2 separate regions of the Rattus norvegicus genome follow, and region 2 is linked to region 1. Evidence: chromatin contacts called from public Hi-C data. All regions are on one chromosome and are shown on one strand. Each heading gives the region's core, a stretch centred on a gene start, on an enhancer-like site or on the middle of the called end of the contact. The rest is flanking DNA. Distances are from core to core; before and after follow the strand shown.

What was found. Hi-C and Micro-C count contacts between places; a contact is called where the count stands out from the background.
Region 2: a Hi-C map of frontal cortex shows a contact between it and region 1, with 2.6 times the contacts expected there. The contact joins the promoter of Cxcl12 here to the promoter of Depp1 in region 1.

The regions. Positions count from the first base shown.
Region 1 is chr4:151,581,187-151,584,957 of GRCr8, reverse strand. It overlaps Depp1 (DEPP autophagy regulator 1), which reads right to left and starts at 1,587. Exons shown (of 2, transcript NM_001024334.2): 1 at 1,437-1,587; 2 at 1-617. The coding sequence starts at 615. The region is part of intron 3 of Rassf4 (Ras association domain family member 4); the gene reads left to right.
Region 2 is chr4:152,058,928-152,063,100 of GRCr8, reverse strand. It overlaps Cxcl12 (C-X-C motif chemokine ligand 12), which reads right to left and starts at 2,320. Exons shown (of 3, transcript NM_022177.3): 1 at 2,179-2,320. The coding sequence starts at 2,239.

The DNA.
Region 1 (3,771 bases), core at 338-2,837:
GAGTTCATGAATCACTGGGAGATGCAAATAGAGAGTGCCTAGGATGCTGCTGGGGCGAGAGCTGGAGACGGATGCTAAGGCCTGGCAGGGCTTTCTAGAAGTCCAGCTTTTCAGGTTGGAGGTCTGGTGCCTGTGCCCTGGCTTTCTTCCCAGGGAGTACTCAGGTACCCTGGCCTCAGAAGGCCTCCCCGAGTCCTTGCCCATCTGTCTGTGCACACCCCAGTGACCTGAAGAACCGGTCCTGTTGGGTAGATCTCTTCTATCTGTCTGCTGTTCCTGTGACTTTCCAAAGAGCCAGTCCAGAGGGTTGTCAGTGCCGGGAGCGGGCAGTGTGGGCTGTAGGCTGCTGAAGCAAGGAGAACTATCTTCTAGAGACTCGGACTGGTGCCTCTTCTCTCTAGGCCAGGCTGGCCGGCAGGATCTGTTGGGAGGGCTCCAGGCTGTGGCCTTGTCCACCACTGAGGTAGGCTGTGCCAGCTGACAAATACACCTGACATAGTCATCCAGGCTGGGAGAGGCTGGAGGCTCCTGCCCAGGTGCCCCATGCGATAGCTCCTCTGAAGTTTCCCGAATCGTTGGCAAATGGGGCACAGGCAGCAGAAGGCGGGACCTCATTGCTGCTAATAAAGCAAAAACAACCTATTGTCCAAGAGAAAACCAGTGGTGAGGGTCCACCATGCCTGACACCCTCCTACTTACTCCCCCTCATCATAGAAGCTACATGGGGCTTGGGTTCCCAGAAATCTGAGACCAAGGCTCACCCACCACCCCCACCCCCACCCCCACTTATCCTTCCTACTAACACCAAAATAAGCAGCTAACTAAGACTTCATCATTAGTGTGGTTTAAGAATACCCAGATAATTTGGGCTGGAGCGATGGCTCAGCAGTTAAGAGTACCTATTCTTGCAGAGAACCTGAGTTCAGTTCTTAGCACACACATGGTGGCTCAAACCATCTTTAATCAAGTTCCAGGGGATCTGACTGGTATGTGTGTAGTGCATATACTTTAGTGTAGGCAAAATATCCATGCCTATAGAGTAAAATTAATTAAAATTTTCAAACCGAGGAATGAACAGATAAGAGAACCTGGGGTTGTTAATGTGGGGTCGGAGAACACCCTGGTTTCAAACTCATCTCTGCCATTTAAGACCTTCCACAGTGTCCCCTCTCTAAACCTCTAATTACCCGTCTGAAAAGCAGGGTTATAAACAGCCCACTGGCAGGGATATTATGGGGAATTCCTGGAATCAGAGCTTTGACATTACAGCTCTCCTGTAAGCACAAAATCCTTGGATAAACACCTTATTATAGTGGTCAACAGCACACACTATCCAGTAGCCAGGCCGTGGAAGCTCAGGATGGGAAGTGCTCTCAGAGATTAACTAGTCCCCGTGTTTTAAAAGCATCAAACCAAAGGGCAACTGCTCTTCTTACCTGTAAGTCAGCAGTCAGGGTGGCAGGAAGTCTAGAAGAGTAAAGATTGTCTGATCCAAAGGCAGCACCCAGAGAAGGACAATCACAGCCGGGTCTCTAGCTCTTGGTCACTGGGGAGAGGACAATCAAGACGATGTGCTATGGTTTCTCCCCCTGCGCTGTCTGGCAAATCCAACAATCGCTGCTGCTTTTAAACGGTTCCTCCAGTCATCAATCACTGTCAGGAAAAGCTCAAAATAGCAGCGCTTCAGAAGGTTCTCAGAGGAAAGCACAGAGGGTGGGGCTTGGCCCAGATGCCAGCCTGGAATGTGTGTATGTGCCTGCAGGAGGTTGGGAAATATTTACACCGTAGGGTGAGGTGTGGGGCGGCCACCACGCCTTGACTTAGACAGCTTCACTAGGGATAGAAACCAAAGCCAGCTTAGGGGTTGCTGGGAGAGCCTGGGAACAGCATAGGACCCTCACAGGCTTCCGCCAATGTCTGGTATAACACAGTATTTTCTACTATGGATGACACTAGCCCCTGTGATCCCATGACACACCAGCCTTGTACTAATTTTTGCTGAGTCCCAGGCCTGCACTTATGACTGTGATAACACATGAGCCTTGCAGGGTGAAGGACATTCCCTTACACAGGCACCAGGGCAGCCCAACCGTTGGTCTGGCTTCTCTCATAACACCTCAGATGCGATGCTTTCAAGAGGAAATTTGCTTACCCATTGTTGGCCAGACATGTGCAGCGACTGTAAATACTGCAGACAAATCGCCACCTAGGAAGCCTGTTTCCCAGTGAGGAGGATGATCCAGTCAGCAGTGGGCAGGGGCAGTGACTCGGTACTCATGATGGCTGCAAGGAAGGGTGCCGAAAGGCTGTAGAGCAGCGTCATAGCTGCTACTACAGGTGAGACTGTCAGAAATATCTTCTCTACAGGTGACATTGGTGCAGAGATCTAAAAACGCTGGAGCAGTACATACATGCAAAGGCCCTATGACGACAATGTGCTGGGCACACTCGGGGAACAATGGGAGCCTATGTGCATGGTCCAGGTCAGGGGCCCAGAAGATGTCAAAGCAATGGCAGGGCACTGCAGGTCTGAGTAAGGAGCTGCTGTGTGGCTTTTGCCAGTTGCCATGCTCGAGCTAATGGCGGGCTGTGAGGAACCAGGGAACTCTAGGGGTGATACCAACAAAGCGGCAGCTGAAGGCAAGGTGGACAACCCTGGGAAGGAACCAGCAGTGAGTTTCTCAGTCCTCAGAGCCTCTGATCATCTACCCTCAGAAGCAGGAGGAAGAGGAGTTTCAGAGGGAACAGTATACTCAGATCTGATACATGAGAGATGGACAGAGGGCACAGAGCGCTGCTGGTCCCGCATCTGTGCATTCCAAGGGTGGTGTTAGTGCCTTGGGTAAAGGCACGGGAGATACTGAACAATGCTTAAGTCAGGCGGCAATTCCCCACTTACACCTGAATGATCCCACTAGACTCCAGCTTTTGGCCTGACTGTTAAGGCAAACACTACAGGGCCATATCAAGAAGCTGTGTGTGGTTTTGATAACCTTAGACTATTCTCTCTGTGGGCAGTGAGGTGTTTGAAACTAGATATGACTGTTAGCTGACCATGGGAACCACACCTTGAGTGGGACTGAGGCCATATTCACGTGAAGAAGTTCTCCTGGTATCCCTGTTCTCATGGAGACGTTCCATGACAACGAAGAGAGAGTAGACTGCGGGGTGGGGGGGTGGTGCTGTATAATTTCACTTAAGTGCGGTGTGGAATTCAAAACAAATCAAATTCATAGAAGCAGAAAGAAGAATGGTGCCTATCAAGAGTGGTGGGGAGGAAAGAGAAGTGGGGATCACAGTTCTTCAAGCTGAATGAATCTTAGAGATCCACTGGGAAGTGCCCACTGCAAATCCACCTCACTGTGCGTTTAAGTAGTCATTAGGCATGGGAGGCTTCAGACTCACTTAGCCCCTCAGCACTGTGCCTGAGAATCACTCGGTAGCAGAGGAAGGAACTAATCACAGACTTTGCTTAGGCCTCCTGCTCCGTGGGTTAGGCGGCCCGACTGAACTCTTAATTAGGACCCACGCATCCCCAGCATCCGTTGTGCTCACAAACATCTTCAGCATGCTGTTAGTCATCGTGCATCGTAGTCAGCCGGCCCGTCCATGGTGGCGTCACCATCCAAGATGCAAATAGAGACAGAAAGAGGTTAGTTATGGTTACCGTGGTAGCCGGATGCAGACTATCACTGAATAAATACCTAAAGAGAAGAGAGGATAAGAGAAAAGAGGTGGGGGGGGGAGTAGGAGTGTGTGGGGGGGACTCGT
Region 2 (4,173 bases), core at 1,071-3,570, 480 kb before region 1:
TTAAATTTATGGGTCTCTTCACCAACGTTTAAAAGTATGGTTGAGAATAGTTAGTCCCAGGATTTTAAGTTTGCTTATTCAGAGTTCCAGGGGACTTCTGGGTACTCTGAAGGTCTCTACCTTTGGGAAGCAGGTGGAGAAGTGGGCCAAATTAAATATATGATGGGATTATTTTCTTCTGCAGGTGCCATTTAGCTAAGAGATTCGTGACCTGGGAAGGGTAGTTATTTAGACGCTAAAGCATAGGAAAAACAGACTGCAGATACAGACCAAAGTCCGAACCAGCTCGCTGCCCACCCTGGTCTTGGGAATGGAGAGACCTTGGCTTATGGAGGCAAGGCGCATTCACTCTAACAGGCCTGGGAAGCTTGCTGTCCTGGGTTTAAGCAAGGAAGCCTAGGGTGCCTAATGTCTAGCTGCTGAGTTGGATCCGCTGATGGGGAAACATAGGAACCACAACAAGGTTAGCCATGCTGCAACTCGAGGGCTGTGCAGGACCGGAGGGCACACAGGCGCTAGGAGGTAAAGAAAAAGTTCATCTGGGCAATGCAACGGAGTCCTGCCTAGAGAACAGGTCTGATCCAGACACTTGGTTGCAGAGAAGTCAAGAGTCCGACGCTTCCTAGAGTAAGAATATGTCTGGGGGTGAGACACCCCAATTACTCGGGACAATTGCACTCCAGCCTTGAGGACCCGAGTTCCTACATTCCTGCCTCATACTTGACTTCCCAGGAGGCAGTACAGTTTGCCAGAGACTGTGACCCTTGCAACGTCACCAGCTCATTCAATTATTAATGCCCAAATCAATGTGCTCCATGATGAGGCACTGGGGGCCAGTGGGAAGTTGCAGCCTCCCAGGTGTTCTCAGTAGCAGAGGGAAAAAAAAAACCGAAATTGCCTTTCATTTGTCTTTTTTACTCCTCCGATCAGCAACTATTCTTTTATTGAACTTTTACTGAACATTTACTAAATTTTTACTGAACATTTCCCTCGGACTAGGCAAGTCCAGCCTCTCCAACCATACTTAGCCAAACAAACGCAGGTCCCACTACTTTCCGTAGCCTGTTGTTCACAGGGAAAGAACCCAAACCAACGCTTTGGCGCACTTGGGGCAGCATTTAGATCGCAGCCTCACCAAGGGCTCCGACCGCCCCTCAGTTCGGAAACAACACAGCGGAGGAAGGCAGGGGCCCGACTGGTAGGGTTTTGTTTTGTGTTCAGAGGCAATGGTTTGTTTTGTTTTGCAGCAACGGTGTCTTGTAACAGCGCTGAGAGTTTTCTCTTCAGTGTCAAAAAAAGAAAACAAAATGAAAGCCCTTTCCCAGTGAAAGAAGACACCACCCCGGGTCTGGGAGACTGAACTCTGCTGCAGCTCTCATTCCAGAGCGGAGGGCTCCGGGGCTGGCTACAAAAGCGCCCATTTGCAGGTGTGTTTGGGGGTTGGGGAGAGGTGTGCATATAGCTCGAGTAACTGCTGCGCCTTTGTCTAGTGACCCCGGTAAGAAGAAAAAGGCGCAGCGAAGAGACGCGTGCTCAGGTCCGCGTCGCTACGGACCAACGAACTGTGCAGAAGCGCAGCCCTGGCTGGTGGCGCAAGCTCTAGAGCTGCACTGCGCTGCTCATGGCCCCGAGGGTGTTGTAAGAGAACTCGCTACACTCTGAGGGGACGAAACTCAACTGCACCACCGAACCTATAGCCAAACCAAGCTACTTTAAGAGTTTGCTGGCACACGCACCACCCGAATGAATCTCCTGCACGGTCAACTCCCGGACCGCGCTGCCCTTCGCCTCTGGAACATCTGGGCGCGGGTGGACACTAGCTGAGTGCAGCTGGCGCGCTCCGGGGCCCAAGCCCAGGACACCGTCGCCCAAGCTTCCATTCCGCGCCGACCCCACACTTGCCCAACAATCCTGCAGGGCCTCGCCTGCAGCCCTCTCTAGGTCCTGCAGCTGCGCTTCGCAGAGCACAAAACCTCGGTGTGACCCGTGGGACACGGGAAAGGGCACCCGTAAGGAGTGCGCCCTGCAAAGTGGGCTGCCTGAAGTTCGCTTGCAGTGAACCGCGCGGAACGACTTCTTTCTCCGCGACTCCCGCGCGGGCAGGGGAACCGCGGACCCGAAGGAGCTCCGGCACAGAGCTGCGAGCCTTGCCCGGGACCGGGCGCAGATTACACTCACCGTCACTGATGCAGAGCGCGGCCAGCACCAGGGCCAGCACGGCGACGACCTTGGCGTCCATGGCGTGGGCGGGAGGGCGCGCCGGAGGCTGCAGAGCTGGGCAGCAAGAGGACACCGAGGTGGACGGAGAGTGAAAGTGCGGCAGCTAGAGGCGCGCGCTGGGCGCTTTAGAGCCGAAAACCAGGCGGGGCGGGGCTCGTCAAGGGGCGTGTCTGAAGTGTGGCTGGGGTCTCTGACGCGCATCCCCTGCGGAGCAGCCGCCCTTCCAGTCCCCTACCTACCCACCCCCTTCTTGGCGCCCTCGGCGTCCCCGGCTCCGCTGGGTGCCGAGGCCTTTGATCTTCCCAGTCCCCAACTTGGGCGGGCTCCTTGGACTACAAATGCTCCCATCCTGCAGATAGAGAAACTAAGGGGCTGTCGAAATCGAAAGCTGTCAAGTAAGGACCAGAGGCGAAACTGTGTTCCAGGCGCGAGGTTCTGTTGCGCCGCACCCAAAAAAGTTGCCAGAGAACCCTTTCTTTGGTGCCAGGACCTCAAACTGACCCACCTCTCTCCCAGGGTGTCTGTGCCGCAGGCGACAGCTAGGCTTAAGGGCAACGCGGAGCAACCTACAGTTAGAATAACTTGGACTCCCAGCCAAAGTCTCACTACAGTCACCCCCGGGAAGATGCATTCTAACGTAGGGCTGTGCTGCCCAGCAAAGAGACCAAGCGGGTCTTCCAGATATAGTACGGTGAATTTTCTTTGCCACCTCCCCTCTGTAACGGTATCTGACGCTGGGGGGGTGGCGGAGGGAGGTGACACAGCTCTCACCCTGCAGAATGGAAACGGAGAAATCACTGAGAGTCTCACTCCCGCGAAACGTCGTGACGCTCAGTACCTGGTTTTAATGGGTGTTCTTAAACTTCAGTGTTTTCTGCCTTTCCTGAAGAAAGTCCAGTGTTCCAAAAAGGACGAAAGAGTTCCCTACACCCCTGCTCCCTAAAACCCCTAAAACTTCGGAAGCCCAGGAGTGAGTGCTTCCGAAGGTGGTCATTGGTGTCTTTACAAATATACCCACTGGTGCTCAGTCCTGCCGATAGACCGTTGTACTCCACGCTGGTCAACCAAAACAACCCCAACCTGGGTGTGGGGAGACACAGGGGAAGGGGCAGACCGCAGCTGGAGGGCTAGAGGCTGGGAGCAGCGTCCTTTGGACCTTCTGCTGCCACATACAGTGTTGGCCACACTCCCATTGCCTTTCTCACATAACCAATTAGCGATTTGGATTCTGTTATCACGTTCACCCAAGGGAGTGCACAAAAGAGACTTGCCTCTGTCTCAGGGCAATCTGGGAATCATATTTTTGAAGAAGTGGCCAGGACCTTTGGGCCTGGGGCTCCACCTAGGGACTAAAGAAGGGTGGCCGGGGTCAAGAGGAAAATGTTTCAGACATGAGAGTGTCTTAAACAATTCCGCCAAGCACTTTGCGTCCATTCATTTGTCAGGCGCACTTTAGGGGCTCAGCTTCAAATCTGGAACAGCGCCGACCTGGGCCCTGTGTTTAAAAAGTAGCACTCTAGAGAAGGCAACCATTCATTTCTATCGGCTTTTGCATTATCCTGAGCGTTCAGGATGCTGAACACTGAACTTGCTGGCCCTGTTGTACTGTAAGATCGGCAGAGGCTGGGCTCCGGCGCCCTCTAGTGGTCCCATCTCCTCTGCTCCAGTAATCGGAGAGGCTGGGGTTCAGGCAGTTGGGATACCTGACGCCTGTATAAAGAACAGTTTTTTTTAAAAAACAAAACAAAACAAAACAAAACAAAACAAAACAAAACAAAACAAAACAAAACAAAACAAAACAAAACAGATGCTCTTGGGTAAAACCTACTCTGCGCACAAAAACTTGTGTGGTGCTCCTATTCCCTACATCTCTGAGGTAAACCTCTGCTGTAAGTTTGTCCAAAGTAGGTCGACGTCCAGGTCTCTTGCTACTTAAATGTTTGCTAGGAAATC